Linked DNA regions of Zea mays: regions 2 and 3 are each linked to region 1. A link is a contact called in public Hi-C data. All regions are on one chromosome and are shown on one strand. Each heading gives the region's core, a stretch centred on a gene start, on an enhancer-like site or on the middle of the called end of the contact. The rest is flanking DNA. Distances are from core to core; before and after follow the strand shown. Region 1 holds the start of LOC100279936. Region 2 holds the start of LOC100286091. Region 3 holds the start of LOC100192728.

Region 1 (3,660 bases), core at 1,069-3,568:
ACGACAGGGCCGTGCTGTCCGAGCACTGCTTGACCTGGCGGGAGGCCCAAATCGAGGCCGGCTCCCCGCCCTGACGAAATGCAGTTCATGGAAGGAAGCGTCAGATACAATACGGACTGTTACAAGTAGTCAGAATACTGAACAAATTTTGTCCTTTTCTTTTAATTGTTGGTTCGCAGCAGTGTCACTCATGATACATTGAGTGAGATTTGCTGGTGAACAGATTGAAGCACGGTTGACATGATCAAACAAACATCTCCAAGTGTCGTTTCGACATCAACTGACGAGTGACGACGACAACAACAGACCGTGGCAGTGGGTTGTTTATTTCAACGCAAGAAAGAAGGTGGACAAGGTTTCTGTACATGCATATTATTTCCAGGTGAGTCATCAAGGGCAGTAATCCACGTACCCTACTACTCACTAATTGTTGTTGTACCAACCATTGACAAAAAAAACACAACAAGACAGAGAGACAGTGCTTACAGACGGATCAGCGACCTTCAGGTCAAGAAACTCTATCTCAATCACAAACCTCCCAGTGACGGTGCTATCGATTGTCCACACAAAACCGTCGTATTTCAGCTGTTTGTCAAAAATTCCTGCATACGTGTAAACCACCTGTTAGATAGAAATTAGTCGTTCACTCCCACTTGCAGACTTGCTCTGTGCCTACGGGTCATTCATATATTCAGAGCTATAACATTTTGTTTCGTAACCTAATTTTTACTACTAAAATTCTGCATGTATTCTTGTAGCCAGATCAAATAAACTACAGGTTTCCTTTCATTTTTCATGATGTCTAACGTACACACCGAGAATTCAAACATGTCCCCATTTTCTGTACTTGCCAAAATAATGTTCGTTGAGATTACAAGAAGACAGTAGTTTTTCGTAGAAGACAATTTTTTTTGTCGAACAAGTTAATTAGTAGAAGTAACTTACCTGGGTGGACTATGGTCTGCTGATTAGGTGGAAGAGATACAATAAGTTTGGCGATAAAGGAAGCTATTGGGGCTGAGGAACCGTTCTTGAGAGAACTTGTATTCTCTGCAAAGAGCTTAACACAGGTTTGCTTGTTATTTCTCTCCACAGATATGCACCTTCACATTTCAGAAAAAAAAAAACTTAGGTTAGCCCATGGCAACATGACATCAGTTCTCTCTTGCACTGATGCTAAAAAGAACTGCTGATGGTTTCAATTGCGTCAATGAGATTTTTCTTGGTAATAGCAGGGGGGACAAAATATCAGAAGTGAAGGTGTGAAGGTTCAAGAAAGTGAAGCTTTGTCTGAAACATCTTTGTTTCAAAGCAAAGCATTCACGTTTCCCTCCTCACACACCAAATTTGGTTGAGAGAAAATCCTGACTACATATATAGTTTGGTGAGGAAAGGTATCCACCTATAACTAACGAGAAGCTAGATATAGTTTAGGTTGAAATTATAAATTTAGCTACATAGGAGGATACAACCAAAATTAGTGAAGTAGGTAGCAAACCAGAATGTATTACACTGGTTGCCAAAGGGATCAAAATTCAGACATGACGCTGTACTGCCAAATTTCTTTTTTTTCCCGCAACCTCGGACAAAGAACCATATTCTGATGGAAGTTCAGTACAGTACAGCTACCACGCATCAAAACAGAATTAATATCTGAAATGAAAAGGAAAAAAAAGAAACAACAACCGAGACTAACTAGCGATACATGAACTTGAGCAAACTACCTCCACAAACCTCAAACTGATGAAACAACATCCATCCAGGATTCAGAAGCACATGGTTCATTCACACACAAACAAACCAGGAGCACTTGTAACAAATCACTACTACCAAAGTCGAAGTTTTTTCACCCTGCCCGGCATGAGAATCAAGTAGCAAAGTAGAGACTTTCTGAACAGGAAGTTACTAATACTACTACTAATAATCTGCAGAGATGGAGAGAGGGAGGGGAGCAATCAGGGACGGACCAGTTCCAGAGGCCGATGAGGAAGGGGAGTGACTTGCGGTAGGTGTAGCAGGGGAGCGGGTCGACGCGCCATTGGGCGAGCCTGGGCGCCGTCTCGACGCGCGCGCCGTCGGTCATGGGCCCCCACGTGGCTGCCACCGCCGCCACCACCTCATTGACGCAGCCCAGCAGCCCCAGCGCCTCCCCCGCCTCCTTCCCCAGGTTGTCTCCCTCCGCCGCCGCCGCAGCCGCTCCTCATGTACAGGCAGTCAAGCACGGCGCCGATCGATCCGACCGCTAAGGCCTAGGCCTTCCTCGACCGCGCACTCCGCTTCCGCCCCGGCCCCGGCGAAAGAACTCAGAGAACACAACCTGAGTGGCCACGGACGTCAAGGACCAGTAGGACTACTGGTGGTGTGGCGTTGGCGGCTACTAGGTTGTTATATGGTGGTTGGATGGGCGGAGGAGGGGGCCGGGGGGAGAGAGAGAGTGAATCCGCCACGCAACGGCATTGGCGACGTACCCGGACCGAGCTGCGAGCGCTGTTACTTCTACGCGAGTGGAACGCTGATGGGTGGTTAATTATACGACTAAAAATTCAATTTGAGCGATATATACAGATAGTTGGCTATCCCTTCCACTCCACTCCACTCCACTCCAGGCACTGCTGCTTTTTTTTCAGAGATGGATGCAAAGATTTTCAGAATCATTGTTGCAATGATCGTTTCTTCATGGATCTATAATCTATATTGGTCTGGTGCATACGCATGATCCGGCAACAGGAGCAGCAGAAAATGACGCCCAATCACTACCTCCAAGGTGCCGTTAGACTTAGTGGGTCACTAGTCACTACGCGAACGGCCAATAGTAGTAGTGTCTTTGTGCATGGAGTCCTCTGATTTTCCCCTTTTTTTTCATTGAAAACCGAAAGCTTTTTCCTTTTTTTTTTTGAAAAAAAACTGGAAGATCTGTTCTCTTTTGACACCAGGCCGGAAAATCGTCGTCTCTCACCTCTGCTTTGCTTCACTACCTGTCCAGTTTTTATTTTTTCCTTCTCCTGTTCCTGAATTCCATTTTGAGGCCCGCCACATACATCACAGCACTCTAGCTTCTTCTCGAACAAACAAATAAACAACACATGGCATCGCAGAGGCCCGCCCGGCCGTGCGACCAAGTGGGGGCATTAAGAAAGATGGAGGGAAAAGAATCAAGAGCACGATCATTGCTGGCTGCTGAGCTGAGATACGCACAGATCGGTCCGGACGCAAAGTATCTCGGCGCCAAAAATAAAAAATTATTTATTTTTGCGGGGAAGAAAATGCGCCATGATTGATTGTGCCTTGGATTGCATGCACGCTAAGCAAATGTCGCTGCTGCAGAGAGAGAATCCAGCCGCTCGCAGGGGTTAACAAGCCATTGTCACGTGACTTTGACACAAATGATTATTTCTTTTCTTATTATTATTATTATTATTATTATTATTATTATTATTATTATTATTATTATTATTATTATTATTATTATTATTATTATTGTGCGCTTGGCAGGATGAACACAACAGCTACATGGGTTGGGTTGGGTTGGGTTGCTCGAGCTGCTGTTGATGTTGCAGTCTCAGGGGGTGTTTGGGAACAAAGTTTTTCTGCAGTTTTGGAAGAATACTGCAGTATTCTCAAATACTGCAGTATTATATACATAATGGTGTTTGGCAAGCT
Region 2 (3,896 bases), core at 943-3,442, 140 kb before region 1:
CCGGCGCCCGCCGCACCCTGGAGGTGGGCGTGTACACGGGCTACTCGCTGCTGGCCACGGCGCTGGCGCTCCCCGACGACGGCAAGGTCATCGCCTTCGACGTGAACCGCGACTACTACGACATCGGCCGCCCCTTCATCGAGCGCGCCGGCGTGGCGGGCAAGGTCGACTTCCGCGAGGGCCCCGCGCTGGGCAACCTGGACGAGCTCCTCGCCGACGAGGCCAACCTCGGCGCCTTCGACTTCGCCTTCGTCGACGCCGACAAGCCCAACTACGTCAATTACCACGAGCAGCTGCTCCGCCTGGTGCGCGTCGGCGGCACCATCGTGTACGACAACACGCTCTGGTGCGGGACCGTGGCCATGCCACCGGAGACGCCCATGTCGGACATCGACAGGAGGTTCTCGGCCGCCATCAGGGACCTCAACGTTCGCCTCTCCGCGGACGAGCGCGTTGAGGTCTGTCAGCTCGCCATCGCCGACGGCGTCACCATTTGCCGCCGCCTCGTCTGATGGAGTCAGTGCGTGCCCAGGGCATGCATGCATGGCTCGCGTGTGGATGTTCCGTCGACCAGTTCTCCATCCGATCCGTTTGTTGTTGCATGATGCTTTCAATAAAGATCTGTTTTCCTTTCCTTCGTTCTGTTTTCTTTTTTCACTTTTGGAGTTGGGAGCGTCAGGTCGACAGATCCTGTGTTCATTTATGTTCCCTGGTTTGGAACAACTACACCACATTAAGGCCTTGTTTGGTTATTCACAATACACATGAATTGAATGAGATTGGAAAAAATTAAGAAGAATTTTGACTTATTTGGGATTCAAACCGATCCAGTCCCACTCAATTCACACGGATTAAGAGCTAACCGAAAAGCCCTAAAGTGTCTATGTTTGTAAGATCCTACTTTGAGTTGTATGTATACACCCTCGTCTTAAAAGTATTGTGCTCATGCTTATAATTTGCAAAGTTTGTTGAAAGACAAGCCATAGTTTTAGAGAAAAAGTCTTTAGGGTTCCGTTTGGATTCTTGGAATTGAATTTCATTCTAATAACCTAATTTAGGCATAAATCAATTAAGCTAATATTTTTTTTATACAAAAATTATTTGTATAATGGTGTTGGTCTTATGTGGGAGTTGTTTATATGCTATATTTTTACTATAGAGAAGCGAGTCGGGAAGCGTGTTATGAGTTGCGCAGTAGAATCATAACCTATTGATACATAAAATCAATTTTCGCCCATCGTCCTATAAATTTAGGATTGACATATATCAAACTAAATAACCTACTCTATTAAGTAAATTTCCAATTTCTTCAAAAATGAAAGGATTACAAAGCATTACATTCATAATCTCCTAGAGTAATTTAGTGTCTCATAATCTCCTCGCGAGCTATCTTCAATGTGTCCCAAATTTTTTTAGGCATTGTCGAAACCACTTACTTTCTTGTACTCCTCCATGCATAAAGAAGCTAACAACACAAGTGAACAGAGAGAGCTTGGGAAGAAGCAAAATCGCAAGAAATTAAAAAGACAAGTGAAACTAAAATATAGAAGGGTGACTAAGGGAACCAAAGGTTATAATATATGAAACTAACAACGTGCTACAAGTTCACAAACGGTGGTACAATATTCGTTATAATATGGTTCCCTGTGACAGATATCGCCGTATGTACAGACTGTACACACCCACCCACGACGGGACGGTGGTTCGCCATGTAGTAGTTGAACCCAGGAGAAAAGAAAAGAAAAAAAAAACTAACGCGAGCTCCAGACGTGTCGTCAGCCATCATCCATCACCGCCCGGCCGGTGGCAGACAGCAAACGACTAACATGCGATTGGTGAAATTATATTATGAAGTCGTGCGCCCAACCCAACCCAACCAAACCAGCGCACGACGACGGGCCCCGACGCGGCAGGTGGCGTTCCGTTCCGTTCCGTTCCGTTCCGTTGGCGGAAGGTTCAGGGCAGGTTCAGTTATTCAGGCATCAACGGGCTCCATGGAATCCAACTCAATTTTCCGTCCCAGGGGGGTTAAGTTGGTGAGTGCCTCCGGCGCGTAAAGTCTACGGCAGTTTGCTTTGCTTTATTAAAAACGAAAAAAAATAAATAAAAGAGCAATCAAGCAAACGCTAGTGCCGCTGTCACCTACCCTCTGCTCGTCATATTTAAATACAGCAGCAGCAGATGGCCGAACGAACGAAGCCACAAGCAGCGCCGCGAGCCACAGCTAGCACCACCACCTTGCACCGCACCCGCACCGAGACGAACAGATCGACCATGGCTGCCGGCGGCGACGACACCACCATCGCGCAGGTCCACAGCGGCATCGACAGCAGCAACAAGACGCTGCTCAAGAGCGAGGCCCTCTACAAGGTCCGTCCGTATTCATGCATGCATATGCCTGCCTGCCTGCCGCTAATCTAATCTAATCTAATCTCGTCGTTAATTTGTGGGATGAACAACAACAGTACGTGCTGGACACGTCGGTGCTGCCGCACGAGCCGGAGAGCATGCGTGAGCTGCGGCTGGTGACCGACAAGCACGAGTGGGGGTTCATGCAGTCGTCCCCGGACGAGGCGTCGCTGCTGCGGATGCTGATCAAGCTGAGCGGCGCGCGGCGGACGCTGGAGGTGGGCGTGTTCACGGGCTACTCGCTGCTGGCGACGGCTCTGGCGCTGCCCGCCGACGGCAAGGTCATCGCATTCGACGTGAGCCGCGAGTACTACGACATCGGCCGCCCCTTCATCGAGCGCGCCGGGGTGGCGGGCAAGGTGGACTTCCGGGAGGGCCCGGCGCTGGAGCAGCTGGACGAGCTCCTCGCCGACCCGGCCAACCACGGCGCCTTCGACTTCGCCTTCGTCGACGCCGACAAGCCTAACTACGTCCGGTACCACGAGCAGCTGCTCCGCCTGGTGCGCGTCGGGGGTACCGTCGTGTACGACAACACGCTGTGGGCCGGTACTGTGGCGCTTCCCCCCGACGCGCCGCTCAGCGACCTCGACCGCAGGTTCTCCGCCGCCATCAGGGAACTCAACGTCCGGCTTTCTCAGGATCCCCGCGTCGAGGTCTGCCAGCTCGCCATCGCCGACGGCGTCACCATCTGCCGCCGCGTCGTCTGATGTGATGATGATCCGACGACCAAGATCATATATCATTCGCTCGTCGTCTCTGTCATCTTTCAACTGCCTGCCCGCCGCTGTCCGCTGCCGTCGTCAATTAATAATGCATGGTTCTTGTTCTTTTTTTTTTTGTACTTGCACTGTGTGTGTTGAGTTGAACATCCGGCGATGTACTGCAACAACTGGAATGCAATGCAACATCATGCGTGCAGCTGTAACTAAAATTGACGACGACAGCGTCGTCCATGCATGGACCGAGGCGGTTATATTAGGTGTCGATCATCCATGAGTGACCGAGGCGGTTAGGTGTCGATCCATGAGTGACGGAGAGTGGCGGCCGGCGGCGAGGCCATGATTGGCGCGTCGTCGGGTAGGGGAAGGGATGGGCTTGCACTGTAGTCTGCGGGGAGATAAGCCTCCTCGGTCGGTCGGGATGGCGGGCGTGTCGTTGTCGTCTCGTCCGCCAGCCCGGCACGGAGGGCAGGAGGTGGAAGCAAAGAATCACAGTCGTCGTCGCCCGTACCCTACCCATGGAGACATGCATGCATATCCTCAGAGAGACCACCTCAGGAGGATAACATAAACATAATAGTAGTAGCGCATTACGTGCCACTCACTCGATCGGGGCCCGAGATGATAATATAACCTACTCCTCCTTCCTGACACTAACCTCTGCTGCCTGCTCCGATCCGGATGGTGATGCAGCGTGCAAGCATGGTGTGCCGAGACGACGTCAGTCGGACGCGTGCGTGTCATCGCCCAGCCGCTAACATCCCATCG
Region 3 (3,975 bases), core at 406-2,905, 180 kb before region 1:
GATACCCGCGGCGGTCGAACCAAAGAGCATGCCTTCGATCTCGCTCAGCTCCTTCTCCCTTCCCACAAAATGCCGGTTGCGCGGAAAAGGCAGGCCATCAGAGGCTTCGCTCTCCTTCTCGGCGATGTTCTTCCGCCCAAGCTTGGACCGAAGCAGTGTGACTGTCCTCGACACACAGCCTCTTGAATCGCTCTCGTTCGCCTCGAGCTTGAATTCGTGGCACCGCATCAGCCCTTCGAACGCCTCCTTCGCTTCCTTATCCTCCAGTCTACCATCGAAAAGCCCGGCGATCTCTGCCGGCTCGGTGTCGAACAGTATGGGCACCAGGTTCTTCTTCTGAGCGAAGAATCTGATCTCCTCGAGGCTGAACGGGTTGAGAAAGCTCGACACGGTGGCCACCACGACGCCAAACGCGACGGAGCAAATAATCCGGTCGGCAACCTCATGGCTCTGCGAATCCGAGTACTTGGCGCGGTCGGCGACGAACGAGGCGATGCCCTGCAACTCGAGCTCCGACTTGAGCCACTTGCAGAACCTGGAGAGGCCGCCGCTGCCGTGGTAGCCGATGTACACGTCGCAGCTGCGGAGCTTGGCGTTGGAGGACGGCGACGCGACCGAGCCCCTGGTGAAGGACACCCGCGGCACGGGGAACGAGAACGACGCGCGCGGCGGCAGGAGCCCAGCGCCGCCGCCGCCGCCGCAGCCGCTGCCGTCGGAAATCTTGGCCGCGTCGACGCCGCTGTAGTCGTAGCGCTCGGACGGCGGCGTGCGGGACGCGTCGATATCCTCCGAGTGGGAGCCGTTGGAGCACGACGTCGGCGACGGCGCCGCGGTGGTGCTGGCGCTGGCGCCGGCGGTGGTCCTGACTTCCTGGCGCGGCTGAGGCGCCGGCTCCGGCGGAGGAGGAGGAGGAGGCGGCGGGTCGAGAACCCGGGGCGAGATGTACGGGGACTGCAGCGCGGACACGAACGCGGACGACGGCGGCGACGGCGAGTAGAGGTGCGGCGTGATGGAGATGGCCGGCAAGATGGGGCAGGAGCGGTCGGAGCCGCCGCATCCGGACGCGGCGGCGCTGGTCCGGATGGTGAGCGGCTTGGCGGTGGCGATTGGGATATCCTTGGGCGGCGCATCGAGAAAGCTCGGAGCTTTTCGCTCGTCCTCCATGGCTAGAAGCCTGCTACAGCCGAATCACAAGGCTTCGGAAGCTTGCTGGAAAGTGCCGCGCGACCTGGCTCACCTCATTTCCTTCCCTATCAGACATTGGGCGAGAGGGGAAGCAAGCAAATAGCAGAGATTTATTAGAATCCAAAAAAAAGAATAATAAATCGGAGAAACAAAACAAAGAATGTACCGCGTATCATTCAGAAAACTAGTAGTGGAGCACGAAAGAGTACAGCAAGCAATCTGAAGATGGGACGCTGCTCTAGAGTCTAGACTCATCAGGAACCAAAAAAAAAGCAATACGCAACGGAAACTGAAGCTTCAAGAGACCGGCCAGTCAAAGGGGGAACTCGAACTCACCGGAGGCGAACGGCGAACGGCGAAGGCGGCCAGCGGGCTTCAAGGATCCAGCCTCATCTCGGAAGCGGGCGACGGGTGTTCTTGGCTCCCCCGGATGCCTCAGCTTCAAGGACAGGAATGGCAGTGAGAGAGGCAAGAGAGCCTGGACTGGAGCAGTGGAGGTGGATTTGGATTTTTAAAAACGGGCTCGCTGCCTGCTGCCTTTCCCTCTCAAGCCATTGAATGGGATGGGTGTAATCTATCCCCTCCCTGTTCCCTCCGCCTCCTGCGGCTGCGGCTGTGACTGTGACCTCTTGTCCTAGGAGGGAGGAGGCCCAATCATGTCAAGCAAAGTACATGGTCACTTCAAGCTCTCGCTGTCTCTCTCTCTCCCCATTTCTCTCCCTTCGAGATGGCCAGCAGCAGCCAAAAACATTATCAGGAAAAATATACATGTTGGGTGGCATCAAAAGGTGGGGGGAAAAAATGTGAAGCTAGTAGGATCGCGAGTCCCCAGTCCTGGCTAGGGTCTAGGGTTAGCTACTAGTAGTTCCCACCCACGCCAGCGCCAAGACCAGCAGCACCATTCCCGATGGAGGGTGGCGAGCACGGAACCGGTAAATGCCAAAATCTACACAGCAACAGCATCCTGTGTATAGATGTCCGTCCGTTCGACCACACGCCCGTCACGATTTTAACCAGTACCAATCCGACCTGATCCGTGTTGATCCGTGCATGGCCATCCGCCACCACGGTCGGCCGTGTTCGGCCCGCTAAGGCCCTGTTCGTTTCTTCCGGAATGGACTTGGAATTTTTTAGGTTGACCAAAACTTACATAGATTAAAAAAGCAATATGGCTCGGAATTGTTTTCAGCCACCGTTCCCAGATAACCGAACGCCCCCTAAATCGGCACGTCGTGTTTAGCACGGCACGGTCCGTTCCAACTGCTAGCACGACTACAGACTACGCGTGCATCGCATAACCCTTCGCCCTTGTCCCTCCACCCCACCCGTCCACTCTCGCTCTCGGTTCGTGGTCTACTCTCCCTCTCCGCCTCCGTGTCTTTGGTATCATGGAGAGAGTATGGTCTTGTACTGTGCTATTGTCTTATGTCTGCTTGTTTTCTGTTGAGAGCCGAGGTCGAAGCTGAGGGTTATGTCACGTTCCCGAGCCCCCCTAGTAGGGGTCATCCATACCGTAGTGATTGACACAGGGTTAGGTATAGGAAAAAAGCTGCTTAAGAGGTGTGAGAGTCCCACTGTATCTGGTGACGTTGGGGACATCCTCTGTCACAAATATCGAGGATAGAGCCGAGCTCGGACGAGATGGAAGTCTACCCGAGGTCATGACCGAGCCTTCCCTAGGATTCAATGACGTGTGCCATAGTCGACGGAGTGGCTTCCTACGGGATTCGCAGGGGAGCAAGCAGCCGAGGCCGGGCTCAGGCGAGGCGGAGTTTGTACCCGAGGGCGAGCTCAGTGTCGGGCGAGACGGAGTGTGCGCCCAAGGGCTGGTATGTGCTCCTATCGTATTACGTGTCCTGCCAGGGGCGTGTAGACAGCGTGCGTGTGCAGTGACACATGTGTAATCATGGCAGTGAATCTTTGACAATATCATAATCTCATCGTCATTGTACGCTTACAACCCTGTGTGGGTAGGTACACGCATTGAATGCGGCTGTCCTTAGCGGTCTTCAGTCGTGCCTAGCCGCAGACCTTATCCTTATCGCCTGAGACGGGCTCGATCGAGGCGAACATGGTTGCCCGGGGGTAAGGGGGCCTCGGGCGAGGCGAAGATTCTCCCGAGCTCACACCATGTCTGAGATCAGGCCAGGGCGAGGCGGAGGTTCTGGAATGCACCTGAAGGGGGACCTCGGGCGAGGCGGAGTTTGATCCTTTCGACCTTGGGGAACGTACCTCGACGACATCCTTGAGTTTTTAAGCGCGTTTTAGGGGTAATCTGGGTGCCCCTAATTATTGTACTCGACAATATGCTTTTGCTTTCATACTGCATCCTAGAGGTAAGATGAGAGGTTTTCATAAAGGTTTATTGCGCCTATCAAGTTTTGATGGTACAAATTATTCTAGAGTTTCTCAGTATGCAAGGAAAGGGTTGACTAAACTTTTTCAGGTTTATGAATCAAAAGCTTGGTGATGTACGCTTACGGGTACATCAACCATCATCCACAACTGAAGATAAGAACAAATCTGCCTAGGATGACATATATGGTGAAGATGATGTTGGTACTCAGGTATATGCTTCTCAGTACGGCGGTGGTAGGAGATCTCGGAATGGTACTACTAATATTCAGTCTACTTTCTTCCTGGCCTACTAATGCCCAATCTGAGTTGTTTCCATACCTTGATAGTGATACCGTCAATCAATTAGATGTCAGTTTTCAGAATCTACTTTTAGTCTGGTTGGCACGGTGATCGAGGTGCGTCGCCGACGGCTTTACACCGAACATGGTGTAG

The links. A called contact is a pair of places that touch in the nucleus more often than the background predicts.
Region 2: a Hi-C map of root tip shows a contact between it and region 1, with 2.5 times the contacts expected there. The contact joins the promoter of LOC100286091 here to the promoter of LOC100279936 in region 1. A contact is called at or near these places in 10 of 25 Hi-C or Micro-C datasets (bundle sheath, ear, endosperm and 6 more).
Region 3: a contact with region 1 is called in a Hi-C map of leaf mesophyll, with 1.8 times the contacts expected there. The contact joins the promoter of LOC100192728 here to the promoter of LOC100279936 in region 1. A contact is called at or near these places in 3 of 25 Hi-C or Micro-C datasets (ear, leaf mesophyll and tassel).

What each region holds. Positions count from the first base shown.
Region 1 is chr4:204,049,966-204,053,625 of Zm-B73-REFERENCE-NAM-5.0, reverse strand. It overlaps LOC100279936, which reads right to left and starts at 2,318. Exons shown (of 4, transcript NM_001156717.2): 1 at 1,968-2,318; 2 at 946-1,103; 3 at 487-602; 4 at 1-70. The coding sequence starts at 2,083.
Region 2 is chr4:204,194,472-204,198,367 of Zm-B73-REFERENCE-NAM-5.0, reverse strand. It overlaps LOC100286091, which reads left to right and starts at 2,192. Exons shown (of 2, transcript NM_001158979.2): 1 at 2,192-2,370; 2 at 2,466-3,393. The coding sequence starts at 2,275. The coding sequence ends at 3,116. It overlaps LOC100286151 (caffeoyl-CoA O-methyltransferase 1), which reads left to right. Exons shown (of 2, transcript NM_001159039.2): 2 at 1-817. The coding sequence ends at 512. It also overlaps a transcript of LOC100279612 not described here.
Region 3 is chr4:204,230,537-204,234,511 of Zm-B73-REFERENCE-NAM-5.0, reverse strand. It overlaps LOC100192728, which reads right to left and starts at 1,655. Exons shown (of 2, transcript NM_001317180.1): 1 at 1,522-1,655; 2 at 1-1,250. The coding sequence starts at 1,164.